3 separate regions of the Sus scrofa genome follow, and all the other regions are linked to region 3. Evidence: chromatin contacts called from public HiChIP or PLAC-seq data. All regions are on one chromosome and are shown on one strand. Each heading gives the region's core, a stretch centred on a gene start, on an enhancer-like site or on the middle of the called end of the contact. The rest is flanking DNA. Distances are from core to core; before and after follow the strand shown. Region 1 overlaps FYB (FYN-binding protein). Region 2 holds the start of DAB2 (disabled homolog 2). Region 3 overlaps DAB2 (disabled homolog 2).

Region 1 (2,700 bases), core at 173-2,672, 160 kb after region 3:
AAGAGCTTATCAAGCTGTTTTCCAACACTTACAGCATGAGGCTCACCCAAAGGGTTTGCACTGAAATCACTTCATGCAAGACCAGATAAGATCTCACTTGCCCTTCTACCCACAAATAGAGTGATTGCTGGACATATCATTTACGAGGGCCAATTCAAAGGACCCTAATTGTCTCCCTTCTTTTAAGCAATCCTAACACTACACACATACACATAAGCACACACACACGGAAACCATGAATGTGAAAAGTCATAGCTATCATCATAATGAGCTTCAAATGAGAATTCAAAATGAGCTTCCTGAGTTCTCACTGTGGCTCATCAGGTTAAGAACCCAACTAGTATTCATGAGGATATGGGTTCGATCCCTGGCCTCACTCAGTGGGTTAAAGATCCAGCATTCCCACAAGCTGTGGTGTAGCTTACAGATGTGTCTCAGATCCCGCATTGCATGGCATGGCCAGCAGCTGCAGCTCTGATTCAACCCCTGCCTGGGAACTTCCATATCCTGCAGGTGGGGCTCTAAAAAATAAAAATTTTTAACCATGAGCTTGCAGGTTCGATCCCTGGCCTTGATCAGTGGGTTGAGGACCCGGCGTTGCTGTGAGCTGTAGTGAAGGTTCCAGATGTGGCTCAGATCCCCTGTTGCTGTGGCTGTGGTGTAGGCCGGTGGCTACAGCTCTGATTAGTCCCCTAGCCTTGGAACCTCCATATGCCATGGGAGCAGCCCTAGAAAAGGTAAAAAGACAAAAAAAAAAAAAAAAAAAAAAAAAAAGGTGTTTTTGACAATTTGATGGTAACATATTTTATTTCATTTCGTGAAATCTATTCTGAAAAACATTCTAAAAATGACCCCTGGAGTTTCCTCTGTGGCTCAGCAGTTTACAAACCTGACTAGTATCCGTGAGGATGTGGATTTGATCCGTGGCCTAGCTCAGCGGGTTAAGGATCTGGCAATGCTGTGAGCTGTGGTGTAGGTTGCAGATGCAGCTTGGATCCTGAGTTGCTGTGGCTGTGGTGTAGGCTAGCAGCTGCAGCTCTGATTCAGCCCCTAGCCCGGGAACTTCCCTATCCCACAGTGCAACCCTAAAAAAAAAAAAAAAAAAAAAAAAAAAAAAAAGCAAATAGAATACAATAAAAATGACTCCTAATTGCCAAACATAATGGAACCTTCTTATCTCCTCAACAGCACTTGAGTCTTCCTTTGATTTCTGCAATCCCATCCTTCCCTGGTTCCGCACACTCCCCTCCACCTGCCCCATCTCTGTAACAATTCCTTCTCAATTCCCTTTGAACCCACATCTTCCATTTTGGTAATACTCTAGGCACCATCATTTGCCTCCCTTTCACTCTGCGTGTACTTCCTAGATATTCTCTGTCATTCTCAAGGCTTCAGCTACTACCCACTGCTAATGACTCACATGTGTGGCATCTCAAATGCCACATGATCCAAACTGAAGTCATCATCTTTCCCCAGATCTGTTCTTCCTATATCATACAATCTGGTGCTGCCAGGATGGTGCATCCATCAGCTACCCAGTCACCCAAGCTTTGCACTTCCACATCGATTGATTGATTGATTGATTGATTGATTTTGTCTTTTTGCCTTTTCTAGGGCCGCTCTCGGGCATATGGAGTTTCCCAGGCTAGGGGTCGAATCGGAGCTGCAGCTGCCAGCCTACACCAGAGCCACAGCAACGTGGGATCCAAGCCACGTCTGTGACCTACACCACAGCTCACAGCAACACCTTATCCTTAACCCACTGAGCAAGGCCAGGGATTGAACCTGCAACCTCATGGTTCCTTGTCGGATTCATTAACCATTGAGCCACAACGGGAACACTTCCATGTCATTTTCTATTTCTTCACTACCATCAGTGCCCTGCCACCTAACTTAAAAGCACATACATATTCCCTCCTCAAGAACCATGTTCAATGGGCTGCATTCAGAATTCAGGGCTTTATCCTCTTTGACCAGACTATTGGAGGGTCTAGCATCTCACACTCCTTAAATTCATCCTGACTCTGCTACAGAAATGATCTTACTAAAGCTCACATCTGATTATGCAACTTTCTGGCTTCAAATTGTCCAGGGGATTCCTAGTGGCCTAGTGCAGTGGTCAGCAAACTATGGTCTGTGGGCCAAGTCCAGCCTGCTGTTAGTTTTTACAAATCAAGTGTTACTGGCACACAGTCACACTCGTTCCTTTATGTCTTGTCTGTGGTTGATCTCATCCTACAAAAGTCGAGTTGTAAAGTTTCAGCAAATACCATGTGGTCCCAAGAGCCAAAAATATTTACAATCTGGCCCTTTACAGGAAAAGTTTGCTAACGCCAAGACTAGTCGGTAAAGTCTGAACTCCATGGTATGACATGCAAAACCTCCATCCTCTGGCTGCAACCTCTACCTCCAGTCTTAGCTTTTGCCACACACCCTTTAAAACTTACCCTCTAGCAGCGCTTATCTGCTTGCAGTTTCCCAGCACTGAATGATAGAAATTTCTGCGGTAATGGAGATACTTTTCACCTGCACAGTCCAATGTGATAGCCACTAGCCACATGTGGCTACTGAGCTCTTAAAATGTGGCTAGAGAAACTAAGGAACTAAATGTATAGTTATACTTAGTTGTAGTTATAGAATTTTTTTTTTTTTTTTGTCTTTTAGGGCCACACCCACGGCATATGGAGGTTCCCAGGCTAG
Region 2 (2,700 bases), core at 126-2,625, 130 kb before region 3:
ATCTGGAATGGGGGGGGGGTGGAGAAAAGAATAAAACTGCATAGGTCCAGGCAGGAGACAATGACAGGCAGGCTAAAGTCGTGACAACTGGCCCTCTCTTTTGGGACCCAACTCTCCAGTCTTTATTCTGAGACCTACACAAGCAAGTGGAGGGGAAAATCACCTATTAGGGTGAGGAACAATGAAATCACTTTATGTAAGTATCTGGATATTGAGGAAAACAGGACCAGTTCTCAGGTTAGGCTCAGAAAACTATGAGAGAGAAGGTGATTTTATATTCCGACTCTACTCTCTTCCTTGAACCTATCTCCTCATGGACCTCACGATTTCCATCCTTGTTGGCCAAATGCTAGCTCACAGTGCTCTCATTTTGTCCCAGAGAGGCCCAGGTCTCCCCACCTATTGTCTCCCCAAAACCCTCCCTTCAACACCCACTGCCTCTGGCTTGAGCCTTCTGCCTCAACCTACCTTCTTCAAAGAAGCACTTCCCAATCACCAATGTCATCCCCATCATCAGGGCGTGGTTAGTTAACTGGCTAACTGTTCCCGCTAAAAACACTGTTCACTATAATGTTACTTTACTATCTTGAAATATTTAGATTTTGAATGAATGTCTCAGGGAGTTCCCTGGTGGCCTTTCAGGTTAAGGATCTGGCATTATCACTGCTATAACTTAAGACACTGCTATGGTGTGGTTTTGATCCCTGGCCCAGGAACTTCTGCATGCCATAGGACGTGGCCAAAATAATAATAACAATGATAAATGAATGTCTCAGATGGAGAATACCTTCGTATCCAAAAAGCAGTCTCTTACATAAGCCAGTTGAGGGAGATGTTCTTAAGCAAGGAAAACAATTAGGAGTAGGTCTTAAACCCAAGCCATGCAGGCAAGTTCTCAGTGTGTTAGCCCCCATCTCAGCCACTTCCTAACAGAGTATGTGAAGTGTGTCCTATGCTGTTTCCTGGTCTGCACAGATGATACCAAACACCATTCTCTTATCCTAGAAATACATTTTAATGAGAGTAGCACATTCAGAGCCAGAGACCAGTGCCTGAACATTCCAGAACCTATAATGATCATGCTGCGTGCTACAAAACTTCTGATGGTGTCAGTTCCCTTGCTGTAATACTCTCATACCCACTGACAAACTTTCTAAGTCATTGTTTTTGATGGGAATAGAAAGGCAGAGAAAAAGGTGACTCTGGACCAGCACTGGGTTGGTAGATAACAGTATATCTGGCCTCAGCTTGAGATGCAAGATGTCTTTCACCCACCAGAGCATCAGCGCCCTGGATTGAGGCAATTTTTTTTTTTTTTAACTCAGTGATTCTAACATCTGCCTCTTGGGTGAATAAATAACCCAGCACCTTCCTTCCAGTGGCATCAGGTCACACAGTAATCTTCATCACACCATCTTCCACAGGCACAGAGAGGCAGAGGCCTCCTACGGCCACAGCACCCAGATTTTCTGCTCTAAATAAGCCGTGCATCCAGTTGGACCTGAAAATATATTGCCTGCAGCCAGTTGCTCCTGAGCCACTGCTGAAGTCGTGCAACAATTATCAATCCAGCAAGGCTAAAAGACAAGTCACCTGGAGGCCTGGTTACTCTGTGGCTTGGCAGCTCTACCACCACATCGGTGCCACTCTGCCTTGGACTCTGTGGGACTTTTGGCATCAGATTCCCTTCCACGGAAGGAAGAGACAGTCACTGCTTCTACCACAGGTGAGTTAAAAGGCATCTGTTTTTGAATAAATTTCGCCCAGTTTGCATGGAGGGAGGCAAGATCGAGAAAGCTGAGCTGAGCTGAGAGAGGCTGGGATGCTTGGGCTGACTTGGCAGATGACAGGTTTTGTTACAGATTTCTAAAATAATGTTGCTTTAAGAACAGAAAGAAAGCCCAGCCAAGAAACATCAACAGTAAGTTTTCCTTCTTTTTCCCCCCGAAGATATGCTGAAGCCAGGTTTAATTTTATGTCAGGAAAGAATTCCCTCCTGAGACTTTCCTGGCTACGGTTCAGTTGAGGATAATGTTTTCCAGCCATGCTTCCAGAGCCCCTCAAAGACTGAAGGGAAAACGGCAAATAGGCACGAAGCCTCACTTTGAAGCAGCAGGGGGAGCTGTTATGATAAAGAAACTGGGTGGTTTCTTCTTGGTCGGAGGTTATTTCAGAAATTCAGGCAACGTTCTCTACATTTTATTTTCAGCACCGGGGAGTACCTAAAGAATAAAATATTTACAGATGCTAGCAGATTTTATACCTCTGACTTTAATGCAAAGACTTCATGTTATATTTTACATCAAAAGGGAAGAAGTTGCTAGCATCTGCAATGCGTGACTATGCCGTGATTACTTCCATCAGCATGTAATAAAGCATAGCTCATTCGATATATTGCAATTCCAAAGTCCCTGATGGAAGTGGATGTTTAATGTTGGACTTCCAGGGCATAAAAAAGAGCCATTGTTACAACCTCACAAAAATTTACCTACCCTCACCACATAAGGCATCTCAGTTCTGCCCAGTAATTATTTCTGTCCAGTAATTTTGGTTTTCAAATTGCTTGAGCCCATTTAAAAACTGAGAGAGAGAAAGGTAGGGAGGCCAGACTCACTACTTATCTTTAGAAACAGCCTTTCTTCCATTTCTTATTGGGTTGTTTTGAAGTCCTACTTACAAACGCACAATGTGACTTCGCAC
Region 3 (2,700 bases), core at 146-2,645:
GCCTGGTGGTTTTCCCCAGTGTGTATTTCTGGTACAGGTTATTTCTTCTACATCCCTAATCGGGATCCTCCTAGAGCAGTCTCGTTTTTTTTCCTGTTGGTGATGAATAACTTCACTTCCCCTTCCCTTCCCACTCCCGGCCCTGTCTCTTCTTATCCAAATGGCTGCCTAAGAAATCAGTTCTTCTTAAGCTATACCCTTCTCCATTTTAATGTATGGCCAGAACAGGCAGATGGGAAGGGAACGTCTTCCAACTTTGAGCCTTGACACACTGGTCGTTGCCATTCTGATGATCTTGGACCCATCAGATCTTCTCCTGACGATGTGAGAGAGGGACAGGAGCATGGCACTTATTCAAAGCCTTGCCTCATTTGTTAAGGGCAGAATCCAGAGTCTGCATTTCCACTCAAAACTTTTTATAGTTGTGGATTCAACTAAAAGCCTAAATTCCTGTGCATTAGCTTACTTGTGTTGTCCAAGAGGTTGAATGGATTTCAGCCATCTTGTTTGGGTTGAAGGGAATTGCTTTTAAGATGCTCGTTGGCTTGAGGGGGTCCAGGGATCCCTGGAAGCTACTGACCAGCCAGTTGGGGTGATATTTATGGGCCTCCTCGGCCGCAGTTACCTGAAGATTTAGAAAGCAGGAAGGCAGAAGCTTTGGTCAGCAGGAGGCTTTGCGAAGACACAGGCTGTTAGTGGTACAGCCAGTATGCACTGCTTCATTTCTCCTTCTCCCCTCATATGTCTGTAAGCCTGTCCTTGCTACCACCAATATTTTTTACCAGAATAGCTTTGAAGGTTTCATGTGTTTCCCTTCCTCAGTCTCTCCTGACTTGAGGATTTAATTAATGCTTTTCTTGGAGACAAAAATAAGATGCTGAAAGATTTGAGAAGGGTGCCAAAGACAGAGCTCTCCAGGGTGTTAAGTTGCCCTAATGGCCAGTGGAAGGCTTGAAAGTGGACTGGTTGGGGAGGTTTTGATATTTGACCAAACGCATAAGGTGTTCTACCCTCCAGGCAGAACCAGAATGAGAACTCGACTGGCAGTATGAAACACCTGTGTAACAGGATGTGGTATTTGAAAATTCTTGAGCACTGCTGTGTAATTCTAAAGTCGAAGCTGTGCCACTGAACTGCACAGAGGTAGGCAGGAGTCACATTTAGTTGAAATAGCTGTAGTGTCAGATCTGTCGGCTTAAGGGAAACCTAACTCATGGTAATGTATCCTGCCTGGATTAGTCCTGTGACTCAGAAGGAAAGGAGGCCATCTAGTCCCCTTCTACAGAGGACATGCTAATTTCTGGTGAGGGGAACAAATGACGCTAAGTATGGACATAAGGGGCAAGCACACAGGCTGGCTTCCCCTTCCCACCTAGCACAGCTGAGTGGTGGGAGTGGTGGTTGAGAGTGTGGGTTCTGGAGCCCATTGCCTCAGTTCAAATCCCACAGACAGCACTGGTGCTCATGTGACCATGAGCAGATTGCATCATCTCTCTGTACTTAAGCTTTCTTATCTGGAAAGAATAATAATACCTACCCCCAAGGCTTATTGGGAAGACTGGTAATCTAATGTGCTTAGAATGCTTTATTTTATGTTTTGTTTTCATTTTGCTCCCTGAACCACTGAACCACTGAATTATGTACCTGGGTGAAAACTGACAGTGGAATAGGGAATTTCTTTGTCAAAGTTGGACCCCACCCGCCTACCTGAAAAATGTTAATCACTTAAGCACCTAATATTAACAAAGCCAGGGAGTTTGCTGGGCTTATGCGAAACGGACTGAGAGTTACTCTCTGTTCTCTGCCTGGCGCCTGCAGTTTAGTTTGGTCAAGCTGACCTCCTCTGGTCTCATTTAAGTCTTTCCCACCTCCCTCCCCCGCCCCCAGACTCTCTACAGAAAGGGAGCAATCCTTCCCCCTGAAGTCAGCATCATAGCAGAAGGAAGTGGGAAAGGAGGGACCACCCGGACTAAACTGAGGGCCTCGGCTAGAAATAAAAAGTCTGAGTCAGTAGAGCCCCATACTGTCCTTGCCCTCATAGCTGGGCAGGTTGCCATGGTTACTCCCCTTCCTGACTCTTTCTCCTACCTTGGAAGGAAGCCTGAGACTCCAGGGTAAGCAAAATCTGAACAAATTGCTTCCTGGTCTGAAAATGGAAGTTACTTTTTCATTAAGTGAGGTAGAATCTCCTCTCTACCCAGCTTATCCTTTTCCTCTTCTTCCCAACTTATTCTAATCCAAAATTTTACTCCAAATGTTCAAATTCTTGCTAATTCCTACATTGTTGCAATAGAGAAACAGTAGGGCTTATGAAGCTTCAGGAACATAAAAGCTATTGTCTCAATATAGAAGCAGCCTGGCAATGTTTCTCTGCTGCCATAACTTATAACTTAGCCCCTAAGCTAGCTAGCGGCAAGTGACCTTTAACTACTGTAAAATTTTGAGTGAACTGGGGGGTGGAATGGGGTGGTGCTGAGTGAGTGTCACCTGCAGGGACGTTACCAGGAGGCAGAATGCATGAGCGCTGTCACTTAGATTTTTAGGTAACGATGGAGAAAAAGGAGCAGGTAGATTAGGAAGTAAGAAGACTGGAAAAGCTGGGTTTGAAACGTTCTCCAGCCTGGAAGGGATTGGAGTGAGGGGTTTATGGCTTAATATTTTCTCTGGGTAAAAAGCTATCTTACTTCTCCTTAGCAATAT

Evidence for each region. HiChIP or PLAC-seq counts read pairs in DNA pulled down with a chosen protein or histone mark.
Region 1: a contact with region 3 is called in an H3K27ac HiChIP or PLAC-seq map of alveolar macrophages. The contact joins two enhancer-like sites. A contact is called at or near these places in 1 of 47 Hi-C or Micro-C datasets (embryonic fibroblasts) and 1 of 2 datasets of contacts at active chromatin or transcription factors (alveolar macrophages).
Region 2: an H3K27ac HiChIP or PLAC-seq map of alveolar macrophages shows a contact between it and region 3, with 13 times the contacts expected there. The contact joins the promoter of DAB2 here to the enhancer-like site in region 3. A contact is called at or near these places in 1 of 5 promoter capture datasets (liver), 15 of 47 Hi-C or Micro-C datasets (alveolar macrophages, blood, embryonic fibroblasts and 10 more) and 2 of 2 datasets of contacts at active chromatin or transcription factors (alveolar macrophages and skeletal muscle).

The regions. Positions count from the first base shown.
Region 1 is chr16:24,483,868-24,486,567 of Sscrofa11.1, reverse strand. All of the region lies in intron 1 of FYB (FYN-binding protein), which reads left to right. Among named protein-coding and RNA genes, the nearest start is that of FYB, 23 kb to the left of the region's middle. Within about 2 kb of position 1,422, at least 4 of the 83 cell types and tissues checked have an H3K27ac peak or open chromatin away from gene starts, as enhancers often do. A contact at or near this core is called in alveolar macrophages, where this site is marked.
Region 2 is chr16:24,775,612-24,778,311 of Sscrofa11.1, reverse strand. DAB2 (disabled homolog 2) reads left to right here and starts at 1,375. Exons shown (of 16, transcript XM_021076650.1): 1 at 1,375-1,726. The region is part of intron 2 of LOC102163534 (a long non-coding RNA gene); the gene reads right to left.
Region 3 is chr16:24,641,361-24,644,060 of Sscrofa11.1, reverse strand. The region is part of intron 2 of DAB2 (disabled homolog 2); the gene reads left to right. Among named protein-coding and RNA genes, the nearest start is that of C9, 67 kb to the right of the region's middle. Within about 2 kb of position 1,395, at least 17 of the 83 cell types and tissues checked have an H3K27ac peak or open chromatin away from gene starts, as enhancers often do. A contact at or near this core is called in alveolar macrophages and omental adipose tissue, where this site is marked.